Linked DNA regions of Capra hircus: region 1 is linked to region 2. Evidence: chromatin contacts called from public Hi-C data. All regions are on one chromosome and are shown on one strand. The core of a region is the stretch at or near the end of the contact, and the rest is flanking DNA. Distances in the headings are between cores, read along the strand shown.

What was found. A called contact is a pair of places that touch in the nucleus more often than the background predicts.
Region 1: a contact with region 2 is called in a Hi-C map of blood, with 2.4 times the contacts expected there. The contact joins the enhancer-like site here to the promoter of LOC102172376 in region 2. A contact is called at or near these places in 2 of 5 Hi-C or Micro-C datasets (both in blood).

The regions. Positions count from the first base shown.
Region 1 is chr17:8,449,100-8,456,704 of ARS1.2, reverse strand. It overlaps MSI1 (RNA-binding protein Musashi homolog 1), which reads right to left. Exons shown (of 14, transcript XM_018061134.1): 7 at 7,059-7,107; 8 at 5,817-5,899; 9 at 5,139-5,256; 10 at 1,992-2,072. Among named protein-coding and RNA genes, the nearest start is that of MSI1, 13 kb to the right of the region's middle. Within about 2 kb of position 5,089, at least 1 of the 5 cell types and tissues checked has an H3K27ac peak or open chromatin away from gene starts, as enhancers often do.
Region 2 is chr17:8,378,711-8,385,956 of ARS1.2, reverse strand. It overlaps LOC102172376 (cytochrome c oxidase subunit 6A1, mitochondrial), which reads left to right and starts at 3,920. Exons shown (of 3, transcript XM_018061130.1): 1 at 3,920-4,068; 2 at 4,215-4,357; 3 at 5,552-5,845. The coding sequence starts at 3,966. The coding sequence ends at 5,635.

The sequences.
Region 1 (7,605 bases), core at 3,840-6,339, 70 kb before region 2:
GGAGTCTGGGGGTGGGGTGAGGGGAGAAGCAGGTTGAACAGAGAAACCCGTTGCAGCCCACGTCATCTGCATCCGCCCCTTGCCCCTTGCCGTGGGCCTCTGCCCCGGCCCCAGCTCCAGAGCTGAGCTGACAGGCCCAGGTGAAAACTCCAGCTGGAGAAATGGCCCAGGATGGCCGCACACATCTCCCTACTTGCTCACGAGTTGCAAATAGGCTGGGTTCGGCCCTCAAATAGGTTTCATTTGGTCCCCAGGGAACTTAAAAATTTGAAATTCGTTGCTAATATTTGAAAATAACTGAAAATTCATTTGAAAGTGAAAGCCGGGTTTCTGGCTTCTCTTGGAAAAATGGGATCTGAACATAACTGGGTTTCTACATTGCCTCCTGGCAGGGGCAGAGCGGAGCCACGCCCACCACCATGTCCTGACGTCCCCACCCCGCCCACTCCGCTCCGAATTTGAGACCCTGGCTGGTTCACCGCTGGATCCCAGCGCCTACACGGTGCCTGGCATACCGGAGGCGCTAGATAAATATTTGTCAAATGGATGAATGAGTGATTTCGCCTCCATCTGCTGGGCTTGGCCCTGTGCCCTACCCTTAAGGACCATGTAGCTACACAGACTGGCCAGTGCCCGAGGCTGCTGCACCGCCAGAGGGCCGGAGGGCGGGAGAAGAGGGTCCCCCGAGCTTTCCCGGGGTCGGTCCCTGGGTCATTCTCTTTCTCCCCCATGTGGCCTGTGAGGTGTACGAAATCCGAGCGACTGACCTGTAAGCTCGGGGAGGACTGGGGCGCTCGGGAGAGGGGTCCGCTCTACACGGAATTCTAAAATGAAACGTAAAACAGCTTAGGAAGATGCAGAGAGGCCCCTCGGGCGTGGCCCAGGGAGGACGAAGGCACCCGCGGGACAGGCCATGCACAGGACCCGAGAGCTGCGGATGGGGAGAGCACGCAGGCCAGCAGGCCAGGGTGGGGAAGGAGACAAAGGCAGAGGTGAGACCAACAGGGAAGGGACAAGTGGGCAGAGTTGCCACCTACACCCCGGGCACTGGGAGATGGTGGAGCTTCTGTCCTTGGTGTTTTTCTTAAAAGGTCTGAAGGCACTAAAACATCTCCCAGAATCCATCTTTTTGTTCTATTTTGGGGGCAGGCAAGCAATGACCCTAGAGCAGCTCTGCCACCTTCTAGATGAGTCATCTTTGCAGTCACTTTTCCCCTCTGAGCCCATTTCCTCACCTAGAAAATCAGGCTCATCCTGCCTCCCCCTGGAGATCACTATCAGGACTAGTCAGGGTCATATGCACAGAGGAGTCATAGCGGGACAGCCCAAGGTGCAAGGGCTTAGGGAACCCTCCAGAGAAATAAGACCAAAAAACAAACAAGAGCCTTGCAAAAATACGATATTTGATATTAAAAAAAAACATTGAATAGCCATCATGGGAAAGGCTCAGAAGTTTGTTGGGCTTCTTGCCACGTATGGGAAGGGCTAGTGTTGTTCTTATTTTGAATTGCAAATGAGGGTGGTGATCATCGTGGTTTTAAATTGCTTTTCAGCATTCAGGGTCTCAAAAGGTCTCATCTGCCTTGGAAGGAGCTCACTGTAGCACATGGTCATTATAGGTGACTCCGTAAGGACACAGCCAACGCTGGCCCTCAGGGGAGACTCCCCACCACAAGCCTGATGCCCTTTTGGTGGAAGCGGCAACCCTGGAGGCAGGTAGGGAGGAAAGGCTAGAGGCAGGCAGAGGTCATCCTGGGAGGGAGGGGTGTCATGCAGGGCCACACAGGGAGCCCCACCCTCAGCTTCTCGGGAGGGGAGGGGGTGCTGGGTGGGGAGAGGCGCTCCTTCCTCAGACATGCCCTTCCTTCCTAACCTCCAGCAGGCAGACCTCCCCCCAGCCATGCACCACCCCCTGAACACTGCCCTGAGGAGTCAGACTGCCCAGGAACCGGGGACATGCTGGCAGCAGATGGACACTGGGCAGGACTTACCAGGGAACTGGTAGGTGTAGCCGGGGGCGAGGCCTGTATAACTCCGGCTGGCATAGGTCGTGGCTTGGAAACCAGGGTAACCTGATAAGGCAAGGGGACCAGTGTCAGATGCTTTATCTACAGCACTGTGGGGGAGGATGTATCATGAATAATAATCACATTTACCACATACATACCATCTGCATGCCAAGCCCTATACAAAGCCCCCTGCACACTTTGCTCTCTCCTTAAGAACCCCAAGTGGCACAGTTAGGAGCCTCATTTTATAGGCAGAGAAACTGAGGCTCAGTGAGGTGACACTAGCTGAGAATAACCCTAACCCTTATCGAGGTTCTGCGTGCTCTGGCTCCTGCCTCTATCCTCTCCTCGTCTACACCCTGCCCCTCTCACTCTGCTGTGGCCACCCTGGCCTCCACGCTGCCTTTCGAACTCACAAGCTCCTTCCCACCCCAGGGCCTTTGCACATGATAATTCCTCTGCCTGGGACACTCTTCCTCAGGTTTTCACATGACTATGCCCTTCTCACTGTGCAAGAGGCAGCTCAAATGTCACCTCCTCAGAGAAGTGATCCTGCAAAAGACCTCTCTCTCATCCGTTACAACCGTATTTATCATGTGACTCTCCCTGGTTTTTCCTTTCAATATTTATCATGTCACCCTGGTTTTTTCCTTTCATAGCACTGATGACCAGTATCTGAACTTATCCCAGGATTTCTTCAAGAGCTGATTTTCTGTCTTCCCCATCTTTTATTTCTGTCTCTCCATCACCAGCACAGTGCCTACTAATTAGTATGCATGTAACAGATATGTGCAGCTTGGAAAGAAAGATCACATAGTGAGTAATAATGGTATAATTGGGATTCAAAATCAGATCTGACTGGCTCCAAGTCTCTTAACCATGATTCTCTGTTGGTTAGAGTTGTTCTTTTCTCTCCCCCACCCTCACGTTTTTGGCGGTGGGGAGCTTCAACAAGCACATGTGGGATCTTGGTTCCCCAATCAGAGATCAAACCCATACCCACTGCAGCGGAAGCATTGAGTTTTAACCACTGCACTGCCAGGGAAGTCCCCTCCCCCATTTTTTAAAAGGGGTAAAACCAGATAATAAATTGTTTTGAAAAGAAAATTTTCTCAGAGTTCCAAAGGACACTAAAGAAACAGAACAACTCAATTCAAAAACTGATTCTGGTGGATCTTGTTCTGGAGGACAGAAATAGCTATAAAGGATAGTACTGGATCAACTGATAAAATCAGAAAATAGTATATTAGATTAAAATATTGTATCAATATAAATATATGAAGTTGATAATTATCATGTTTCATGAAAGCACATCCCTAATCTTGGGAAATACACACTGAAGTAATTTACCCTCAAATGATTTAGAGAAAAATCATAAGCATATCATATATGTGTGTGTATGCATATGTGTATATATATATATATATAGTATATATGTTATATATATATACACACATATACTTATGGAGGAATGAGAAAAGCAAATAGGGTATGATGTTAACAATAAGTGAATCTGGGGACTTCTCTGGTGGTCCACTGGTTAAGACATCACCTTAACTCATCATCACTCTTAAGGAATTAAGAGTTCAATCCCTGGTTGTCCCCCAACCAAGTCTAATATCTCACATGCCTCTCAGGCAAAAAACCAAAACATTAAAAAAGAAGCAATATTGTAACAAACTCAATAAAGATTTTAAAATGATCCACATTAGAAAAAAATCTTTAAAAAACTAACAGATGAATCTGGTAAAGGGTATATGGATTTTTTGGTACTACTACTTTACGTTTCCAGTTCTTCTGAAAATGTAAAGTTACTTTCAAATAAAAAGTCAAAAAACAAAAACAAAACTTCAGGAGCAGACAGTGTTCCACTTGGTGGGTATGCTCCTCACCCCCTTTATCTGTGAGCCCATTCCTGACCCTCTAGCCCATGCTATACCCCCTTCTCTGAGTCCTCAGGGCACCCCTCCCCCATCTCCAGCATAAAGACCCCCTTGTTAGTGTTCTCTTTCTGTGTATATACAGCTTGTCTCTCCAGGAAGACTGTGACCTTCTTGGGGTCCCAGCTCAGATTTTTCACCCTTGGTCAAGGGCCCCAAGCACTGCTGACTCCTGTTCATCTTCCAAGGCTCATGGTGACCTTGACCCCCCCTCCGCAGGGAGCTTCCCCAACCCCCAAGTTGATTTAGGTGCCTCCTCGGGCCTCCCACAGCCTCCAGTCAGTCTGTGGTGACACGGTCTGTTTAATCTTGTCTCTCACTTGATGGGAATTACAATGAAGGCAGGTCCTATTTCTCAGAAGCTGCTCAATAAATATTAGTCGAACAAACAAGAGGAAACAGGCTTCTCTCTACCTTCCCAAAGGCCTGTGCGTCTGTAAATGCTGTTCCATCTGCCTGATCATTTTTACCCTCCCCTGCTCCCTGCCCTCCCATGACTTAGCTCCTACTCAACCCTCAGACTCAGCTTAAATATCCTAGTGTCTCCAAGTCTTGGTCAGCTTCTCTATGACCATGCTCCCTTGGCCCTTATACTTCTCCATCCCAAACCTATTATGTTTTTGTTGTTAGTCACTAAGTTTTATCCGACTCTTTTGTGACCCCATGGCTCCTCTGTCCAGGGATTTTCCAAGCAAGTATACTAGAGTGGGTTGCCATTTCCTTCTCCAGGGAATCCTCCTGACTCAAGGATGGAACCCGCGTCTCCTGCATTGGCAGGTAGATTCTTTACCACTGAGCCACCAGGGACTTATTTGTTTTTCCTGCCAGACCATAAAGCTCCAAGGAAAGTCACTGCTGTAATTCTTGGCATAGGGCCTGGCATTTATAGCTGCTCAATAACTACTTACTGGATGGATGAGTGGACAAACAAATTGAACGGTGGGATGGACAGAAGGACCAATTAATAAGGAGCAACTGGACCATTCTTTCGGTCACCACCAGAGGGCAGCAACCCACAACCAAATGGCCCACCTTCGTTAGGATTGCTAGACCTGAGATCCTTGGTCCACACACCTCTTCCCAGACAGGAGGGCAGACCACAGAGGAAAGGCAACACCCACACAGCTCCTGGCAGCCCCAGGTGCAGTTCTGGGCAGAAAGAAGCCACAGGTGCAGGCCTAGCACATACCCAGCATGCCGATGCCCAGCATGAAGGCATCCATCCCGTAGGGCATGACTCGAGACCTCCCCCGGGCCGAGCCTGTTGGTGACATCACCTCTTTTGGCTGAGCTTTCTTACATTCCACCTGCAATGAGATCCGGCAGTCAGTCCCTCCTATAGACCCAGGGTCAGGGACCCTCCTATTCCCTGGCAGGCCTCTTGTTCATTTTGTAGTTACTATTTTTGGCGTGATCGCAATGTGCTAGAGATGGGTTGAGCATGCGGTGGTTCATCAAATGCTTACACCGGCCCTGAGACGGATGGAGGTACTACTGACACTCTCGTTTTACAGATGAGGGAACTGAGGCTGAGAGGGGAAGTCATCTGTCCAATGACTAGACTAGGAAGCGGTGGAATAAGGATTTCCGCCCAAGTCCCTCTGAGCCCACCAGCTGTGCTTTCTAACCGCCATATTCCTGTCCACACTTTCAGGGGGATGAAAAAACTGGCTCTGGCCCACCGACTGTGAGGCCTCTCTGCCTGCCTCCAGAACCTCCAAGCATTCCCTGGCTGACTCAGGCTAGAGCCCCAGTCCCCCTCTGCACATCATGCATAACGTTCCCCACCAGGGATTGAACCCGTCCCCCTTGCAGTGGGAGCGCAGAGTATGAACTACTGCACCGCTAGGGAAGTCCACTTGCTCACCATTTTGTTGTTGATTTCGTGGAAGTGGATTTCACACACTTTCTCCACGATGTCTTCACTCTCAAATGTGACAAAGCCGAACCCTGCAGGGCAAAGGCAAGGTCAGAACCGGGCTCCTGGTCAAAACCCAGCCCCAGGTCATACCAATAGCACTCACTCCCTTCCTACAGGCAAGTGTCTAAGAATTAATGAGAGGCTTCGCCCGCACCCTGGCAACCTCTCAATTACGTGATGAGATAGGATTTCAGTTCCCAAATCACAGAGGTGAAAACCAAGGCTCAGTGAAGTGACTGGCCCAAGATCACATAGCAAATTAGAAAGAGGCAGGGCTGTGACGCAAATCACATTCAACATGCCTTTTCTCTTCCTCAGATGCTTTCCAGAGAAGGAAATAGAAATACTTTAAAAATACACACACACAAATACTTCTAAAAACGTACATGAACATGGACAAGTATATTTTTGTATACAAATATACACACACATACACACCCCTAGATACCCATACATCACAGAAACACTCTAACTAGTGCTCACAAAGGCATAAAGGCCCCTGTGTGCATATGAGTTACCCTGACATGCTAGGTCTACACAACTGTTCAGTATCAAATACCCTCACATGCATAGATACAAACACATACACACACACACACCAGCACATACCCCATTCCCCAAACAGGCTAAAAGGCCCAAAGCTCTGAAGGCACTGGAGAAACCACCCTGCCTCCTCCTGGGTGTGCCCCAGGGGCTGGAATGGTATTTCTCAGAAGGCAAGGCCCTTGGGAAAAAAACAAGCAGGCAGTGCACACCCGGTGGCCCAGATGCTCCCAGATCCAGGGGCAAGGGGGCTGGGCTCGGCCCAGGGGTGGGGCAAGGGGGCCAGTGGCAGGAGCAGACTGTAGAGTCAGCCTGACCCTGGGGTGGCCGGGCCCCAGCTCTGGTTACCAGGGACAAGGTAAGCCCAGCAGACACCGGCTGGGGCGGGGGCGGAGGGCTCAGTTGCAGGGGGAGGAGAGGTCCACTCCTCCGTTCCTCTCCTCTCGGGTGTCTGCAATTCGGCAAGTTTCTAGCACAGGAAACGGCGGGACAAAAGCCTTCTGTAAGGCCAGGCCCGGGAGAGGATGCAGATCCTCGGGGATAGGATGTCAGGAGGCGAGATGAAAGGGCAGCTGTGACCTGTAGCCCCCTGGCTGACCACAGGCCCCCCAGCCCAGCCTAGGAAGGGGGAGGGGCCACACTTACCTCGGTGCCGGTTGGTGGTTTTGTCAAACATCAGCATGGCATCATCCACCTAAAACAGAGCTCCCGTGGAGGACCCACCAGACCCAGGGGTCTCCACCGCAACCCAGGAGCGAGGGCTCCGACACCCACTCCCCTCCTGCCCAGTCCAGGCTTTATCCTCAACCTGCTTCCTGGGTGGGGGATAGCATTCCATCTGCAACCCCACTGGCTGCCATAGCACCCCCGTTCACCACCAGATTCTCCTGCAAATATTAAGCACCCACTATATGCCTGGCACTTTGCCCCACCGTCTTCTCCTGGCATGGTAAGAGCCTCATTCTGTTGATGAGGAAATGGGCTCAGAGAGGTAAAGTCACCTGTCCAGGGTCACACAGCACATCCCAGATCAAGCCTGGGAGGAGTAGGAGGAGGCAGACAGTGGGTGCTAGAGGAGAAAATAGAGGAGTAAGATAGGAGATGGGGAAGTGAAAGCCTCTCTCCTACTTGCAAAAGGCCAGGAGGCCAGCAGCCACTCCAGTCAGACCCAACTCCCCTCTCCTTGTACTGA
Region 2 (7,246 bases), core at 2,671-5,170:
ACTCTCCTCTTTCACTTTCATCAAGAGGCTTTTTAGTTCCTCTTCACTTTCTGCCACAAGGGTGTGTCATCTGCATATCTGAGGTTACTGATATTTCTCCCAGCAATCTTGATTCCAGCTTGTGCTTCTTTCAGCCCAGCGTTTCTCATGATGTACTCTACATATAAGTTAAATAAGCAGGGTGACAGTATACAGCCTTGACGTACTCCTTTTCCTATTTGGAACCAGTCTGTTATTCCATGTCCAGTTCTAACTGTTGCTTCCTGACCTGCATATACGTTTCTCAAGAGGCAGGTCAGGTGGTCTGGTATTCCCATCTCTTTCAGAATTTTCCACAGTTTATTGTGATCCACACAGTCAAAGGCTTTGGCACAGTCAATAAAGCAGAAATAGATGTTTTTCTGGAACTCTCTTGCTTTTTCAATGATCCAGCGGATGTTGGCAATTTAATCTCTGGTTCCTCTGCCTTTTCTAAAACCAGGTTGAACTTCAGGGAGTTCACAGTTCACGTATTGCTGAAGCCTGGCTTGGAGAATTTTGAGCATTACTTTACTAGCGTGAGATGAGTGTAATTGTGCGGTAGTTTGAGCATTCTTTGGCATTGTCTTTCTTTGGGATTGGAATGAAAATTGACATTTTCCAGTCCTGTGGCCACTGCTGAGTTTTCCAAATTTGTTGGCATATTAAGTGCAGCACTTTCACAGCATCATCTTTCAGCATTTGAAATAGCTCCACTGGAATTCCATCACCTCCACTGGCTTTGTTTCGTAGTGATGCTTTCTAAGGCCCACTTAACTTCACATTCCAGGATGTCTGGCTCTAGGTGAGTGGTCACACTGTCGTGATTATCTTGGTCATGAAGATCTTTTTTGTACAGTTCTTCTGTGTATTCTTGCCACCTCTTCTCAATATCTTCTGCTTCTGTTAGGTCCATACCATTTCTGTCCTTTATTGAGCCCATCTTTGCATAAATGTTCCCTTGGTATCTCTAATTTTCTTGAAGAGATCTCTAGTCTTTCCCATTCTGTTGTTTTCCTCTATTTCTTCGCATTGATCGCTGAGGAAGGCTTTCTTATCTCTTCTTGCTATTCTTTGGAACTCTGCATTCAGATGCTTATATCTTTCCTTTTCTCCTTTGTTTTTCACTTCTCTTCTTTTCACAAGTGGTCACACCAGTGAGCAAATCATAGTCTCTGCCCCAGGCAGACCATAAACCAATAAATATTTAATACAGCAGATGGTGGGAAGTGCCACAAAGATAGCTAAGGCACAGTAAGAAGGACAGAGTGTCAGGGTGGGGAGGAGCTATTTCACTTCAGGGTGGCCTGGGAAGGCCTTCCTGATAAGAGATGACTTCTAAGACAACCCCTGAGTGAAATAAGGAAACAATTCATGCGGCTACCTGGGGGAAAACTCTTCCAGGCAGAGAGATGAGTGTGTATAAAAGTCCTGAGTCAGAGGCATGCCTGGCACGTTCACAGAAAGGCAGGAGGGTCAGTGTCGCTGGCATGAAGTGGGCAAGGGGGCCGGTAGACTAGATGGTGTCAATGGGGCGGCTGGGGACAAGGTGTGTAGGATCTGGCAGCCCACTCTCGGGGCTTTGGCATTTACTCTGAGTGAGATGGGAACCACTGAGGATTTTGAGCAGAGGGGGAAGATGACCAGTGTTAGAGGATTCCCCTAGCTGCTCCCTAAGAATAGACTGTGAAAGTGCCAGGAAGCAGGGAGACCAGTCAGGAGCCTTTGCAATTGTCTAGGTGAGAGCTAATACCTTTGATCAGATTGGGAGCAGTATGTGGTAAGAAATGATCAGATTCTGAGTAGGAATTGTGTGTATAAAAAATAATAATAATAAAGTACAATAAAATAAAATGTGTGGGGGGACTTCCCTGGGGGTCCAGTGATGAAGACTCTGTGCTTCCACAGCAGGGGGCATGGATTTGATTTTGATGGTCAGGGAATTGGATCCCACATGAGAGACAGAGAGAGAAGAGAGTGATCAAAGATAATTCCAAAGTGTTTCACTTGAGGAACCAAGTCACCATTTTCTGAGGTGGGAAGACAATTTATGCAAAGTGCTTGTCATAGATGTGAGCATGAAGTAAATGCTCAGTAAATATTAGCTATTTGTTGTATTGATGACTTTGGTTTCCTGGACTGTCTAAACTCAGTCACCCAAGGCTTTGCAAATGCTGAGCATACTTGGCAAGAATATCATAGGTATCATGCCTGAGGAGGTACTGTGTTCCAAACGTATGACAATCCTTACTTAGCAGTACCACCCTGCAAGATGTATTAAGGTCCTATGGGAAAATAAACATTTGTTGAATTTTTAACATTTCCCAGGCATTGGGTATTTTTTGCTTAATCCTGTCTCTAACACTGAATTGTAAAGTGTATGAGAGAGCTCTTACAGCTCTTGCATACTACTGTATACACCTGGCACCAGGTAGCCACTGTAGTTAGTCTTTACTAAATTAACCATCATTACTATGAATGGAGGTTGAATAACTTCTCCAGGTGGAGCTGTGTCTTAAATTATTGTTTGTCAGACAAAGAAATGAATTAAGTGCATATTACATTCCCACTTTAGAGAAGAGAACAGCTGAGGGCAGACCAGATTTGAACCCAGGATTTCCTGATGCTTGAGCTCAGATCCTTTCCACGGCTACACTGTAGGGCTTCACAGACCCTTTGACTCTTTTCGACGATGCCTAGAGATTTGACTATTGTAATTTCACCATAACATGCAAAAACCCAGGCTACTCAGAGAAAGATCAGGTTGTGAAGCTCTAGTAATATGATCCTGTTTTTGTTTTCATGAAACTGCAGGATGCATTTGTTTTATCTAACTTGCTCAAGGTCATACAGGCTGTGAGGGATGGGAACAAAATATGAATCCAGTCTACCCACGCCAGAGTCTCTGTTTATTCCTCTAAGTAGGGGTTCTTAATTTGGAGCACAGGACTCTTAGGGGGTCTCTGGGTGCACTTTACAGTACCTTCTTCCCCTCTCATTGTGTGCTTAAACTGTGCGTGCTGAGGAGAAGCTGTATTAATATTTTATTTGAGAAAAGGATTCAGAGCTTTCATTATATTTTTAAAGGAACCTATGGTCAAGAAGTTTACTTTCATTTTTATGTATCTATTTTTTAAGATTTTGTTTATTTATTTTTATTTGGCTGCGCTGGGTCTTAGTTGCCACATGCCAGATCTAGCTCCCTGAGGAGGGATGGAACCTGAGCCCCCTGTATTGGGAGGGTGGAATCTTAACCACTAGACCACCAAGGAAGTCTCTCTTACACATCTGTTTTATAACTTTTATTTTTAAAACTGTTTTTAGATGAGCAGAAGAAGAAGAAAAAAGAGGGCAGGAAAGAATTGCAGAGATAAAGTATAAGAAGCGTCAGTTGTTTCCCGTTGCTATTCATTTACTCAACATATTTGTGTTGAGCACCTGTTACTTGCCAGGCACGATCCCAGAGTTTGGGGATGCTGCAGTGGCAAAATCTCTTGTTTCCCCTGACAGATTATAAGCTGTGTGATGCCTACAAAATAATAATGATGACAATTATTATGTCCTAGTGTCTTGAAAAAAAAATAGCGCAGAGTCAGAGGATGAGGAGGGAAAAAGCATTTTAGATAGGGGATTTGTGCTCGGAACCTGTTGATTCGCACGGACTCCAACGAAGGGAGCGACCCTGGATGCCAGGGTGTCCTTCCACAAATCTTTTTTTTTATGCGCTTATCTTAACCGCGGTGCGGACCTTAGGAACAAGGTATGCACACATGAGTGCTGAGCGCATGCTCCCTCTGGCTCCCGCGGCTCCGAGCTTTTAGGTTACAATGCGCAGCCTCCGCGGAAAAGGTACCGCCCACTAGGAACTTCCTTTTGAGGTTGTAGTCCCACCCCCACAGCCAACATTCTATTTCCGCTTCCGGCGCTGCGGCGGACCCAGGTCGAAGATGGCGGCGGCAGCTGGATCTCGGGTTTCTGGGTTGCTGGGTCGTTCCCGGCTGCAGCTGAGTCGGTGTATGTCCAGTGGCGCCCATGGCGAGGAGGGCTCAGGTACTGGGACCGGGGTCGCGGGGCGGGCCTCAGGTCTGCTGAAGAGAAGAGCGGCGGGATTTTGACCTTGGCTTGAGGACTTGGGGGAGGGAGGTGAGACGCGGGCGGCTCCTCGCCCGGCCTGAGCGGTCGTGCCCCCTCTGCAGCTCGCATGTGGAAGGCCCTCACCTACTTCGTGGCGCTCCCCGGGGTGGGAGTGAGCATGCTGAATGTCTTCCTGAAGTCGCACCACGGAGAGGAGGAGAGACCCGAGTTCGTGGCCTACCCCCATCTCCGCATCAGGTCCAAGGTACCCCCTTGCAGTCTCTTCAAGTGTCTGTTCGCCATTCCCCAAATGCCCTAGTCCAAGTTCTTAATTCTCTAAAACGGTGGGTGCCGGGCGTGTACAGTTTCTCATTTAATCCTTCCAAACACATTTTTATTTTCTCCGGCCAGGCCTGAGTTTTCTTTTTTAAGGTCATACAAGTGCCCTTCGGTTTTTTCTTTCTCTGAGTCATCCCACCGTTTACCTTCTGATACTGTTAACAGTTGTCGGTTGTACAAAACTTGGAGGTTTGTGAAATTACCTTAAGCTGGCAGAGTCGGAAGGCTCAGCCTTAAGGTTCACCTCTCTAAAACCTGGGCATCTGACAGCTACTAGTTGCATAACGAAGAGATTGACAGCTTCTCATCTTCACCTCTATGCTAGTTACCACCCTGACTGTGTCATTTTTTGACTCTTGATGTAGATGTTTAACTACTATCTCACTTAGCTCAAGTGGAAAATTAAGCTGGATTCTTAAATTTAGAAAGAATTGATGAGTCTCAGCGCCACTGCCACCCTTGTACAATAGAATTAGAAGGCATACATACAGTGAAATGTCTTAACCTCAGTACCATTGACATTTGGGGCTGGATAATTCTTGTTGGGGCAAAGGGCAGTCCTGTGAGTTACAGGATATTAGCAACATCCTTGACTTCTAACCACTAAGTGGTAGTGGTACCCCCTCTTCAAGATGTCTCCAGATACTGGCCTGTGTCTCCACAAGAGCAGAATCATCCTGGGTTGGAAATCACTGCCCTGGAGCAATGTTTTTCAAAAGTACCACGCAGAATAGTTGAGGGTATGTTGCAGTTTCCAATCCAGAGATTTGTTTCAGGTCCAGAAATCTGCATTGAAGTCAGCATCTCCTCCCCTGTACCCGCCTCTAGCATTCTGATATAGGTGATGGGAGGACTGCACTTTCAGAAACACAGCACTGAGGTTTACAGGGAGAGGCTTGGGAGTACCGAACTTGAGTTTGCCTTTCCTACTGTCCTCTTTACGGGCTCCCCTGGAGTTTATAAGAGCTCTCTATGGGAGCACTGAAACATGGCAGTTATGTAAAGGACGAATTCCCATTTTGTTTTTATGTGTTACCTGTTAACTTGCTCTGTTTTAAGCAGTTTGTGGCAGTGCTGAACTGTTTTCTGGAACTGCCTAATTGCCATCTTCACTCCACAGCCCTTTCCCTGGGGAGATGGTAACCATACCCTATTCCATAACCCTCATGTGAATCCGCTTCCAACCGGCTATGAAGACGAATAAAGAGAACCTGGACCACTACCCAGTGGGGACCACAGCACTGGTCTGGACCATTACTCTGCACGCATGGACCAGAAAAGTATATGGGACCTTAAGCTCACCACTTTGTATCCAGTGATGACCAGTACACTTGAGGACCATTATACTGATCTTCCATCCCTTTGCTTATAGCAGGAGGAGATGGCTTAAATAAACAATTTAGTCATGACCTGAGAGTTGCATTCTTTGGTTGTGTTTTTCCCTCAGAAAGTAGCATTAATATTCTGTTTGTACAGTGACAGTCTGTGACTACTGTTGACAGTGTTTCAGTTCCAGTTCAGGCCTCCCGAAGAACAGTGTTTGTAACAGGCCTGGTCTTGGTTTCTTGTGCCTGGGGTGGGTAAAGCAAAGATCTAAATTGACCTAATTAACAGTCAAAATTGGGTCCTGGCAGACTTTGGATGGCAAAGACACTGGCATTTGCTGAAGGATACTCCCTAAAATCAGAGTTTTCTCCAGAGGGGGCAAGTTCGCATCTTGGGTCCTCTCAGCTCCCTTCAGGCTGGAAGGGTTATAAACTTCTGGAGAAATAAAGGCAGTATGGCAGTATGACACTTCCTGCATATAGTACTGGCTTTGTTTGTTTCTGGAATTAAAATTTTCCTGTAGCCATAAGAATTAGAAGAAACAACAATCAATAATAGTTACAAAATCACCCTTGAAGAGCAATTAAAATTTCCTCTTCAAAATTTAAAACCTTTCAAGTACCTCAGATAGTTGGTCATTTTATGGGCAGGATAAAGTAAAAATAGCGGTAAAGTGGAAGAGAGATACAGAATCTAGGCTTTCTGTAAATCAAGTTTCATATTGTGTGGGCACACAAAATTTTCTGGGTTGGGTATCATTATATAAACATTGAAATCAGTGAAGTTTCCATTTGCTATACCATACTACCTAGCTTAGATAAATCTTCAGAGTATATAAAATTCTGCCCAGTGTACATGAGATGTGTGGGATTCATAGGATGGAAATCGTTCCATAAAATGCACTGAGTTCCAGGAACAAATAATGAATATAAAACTAAATGTTACAATTTATTTTATCTTCATGATTTCAGGCATTACAGGGCAGGGTGAGTAAACAAGGCAAGTAAAGTGACCTCTTCAGCCTGCCTGCCACCCCCCATTTAATCATATGCAGCATTTTGTCATTTTTATGATATACAGGTTGACTTAATTCATTGACTTAAGTTCAAAGCTGGCAGCAGCAAATCTTGGTAATTTAGGATCTTCCTCCATAGCCACTCCAAGGATTTTAATTCCTGAACTACACGAAGTGCTCTGAAATGGTGTTCGCTGCAGCATTCATGTAGCTTTCACATCTTAGTATGAAATCTGACACCTCTTGTTTAGGTAGGAAACTGTTGAAAGCGGTCTTCCTCTTGGCTAACCCAGTCCATCAACAATCTTTAACAGTTAAATTACTATATAAAAATAAAACTGCTTCTAAGCATTGACTGAAACTGTTGTGCTGGGAACCCTTTCTAGAGTATTAGCTCCCTTAGAGAAATGAGATCTTAACCAGTTGCTTCCATGAAACCCCAGCAGAGTGTACGTAATGTCCTTCAAAGAATGG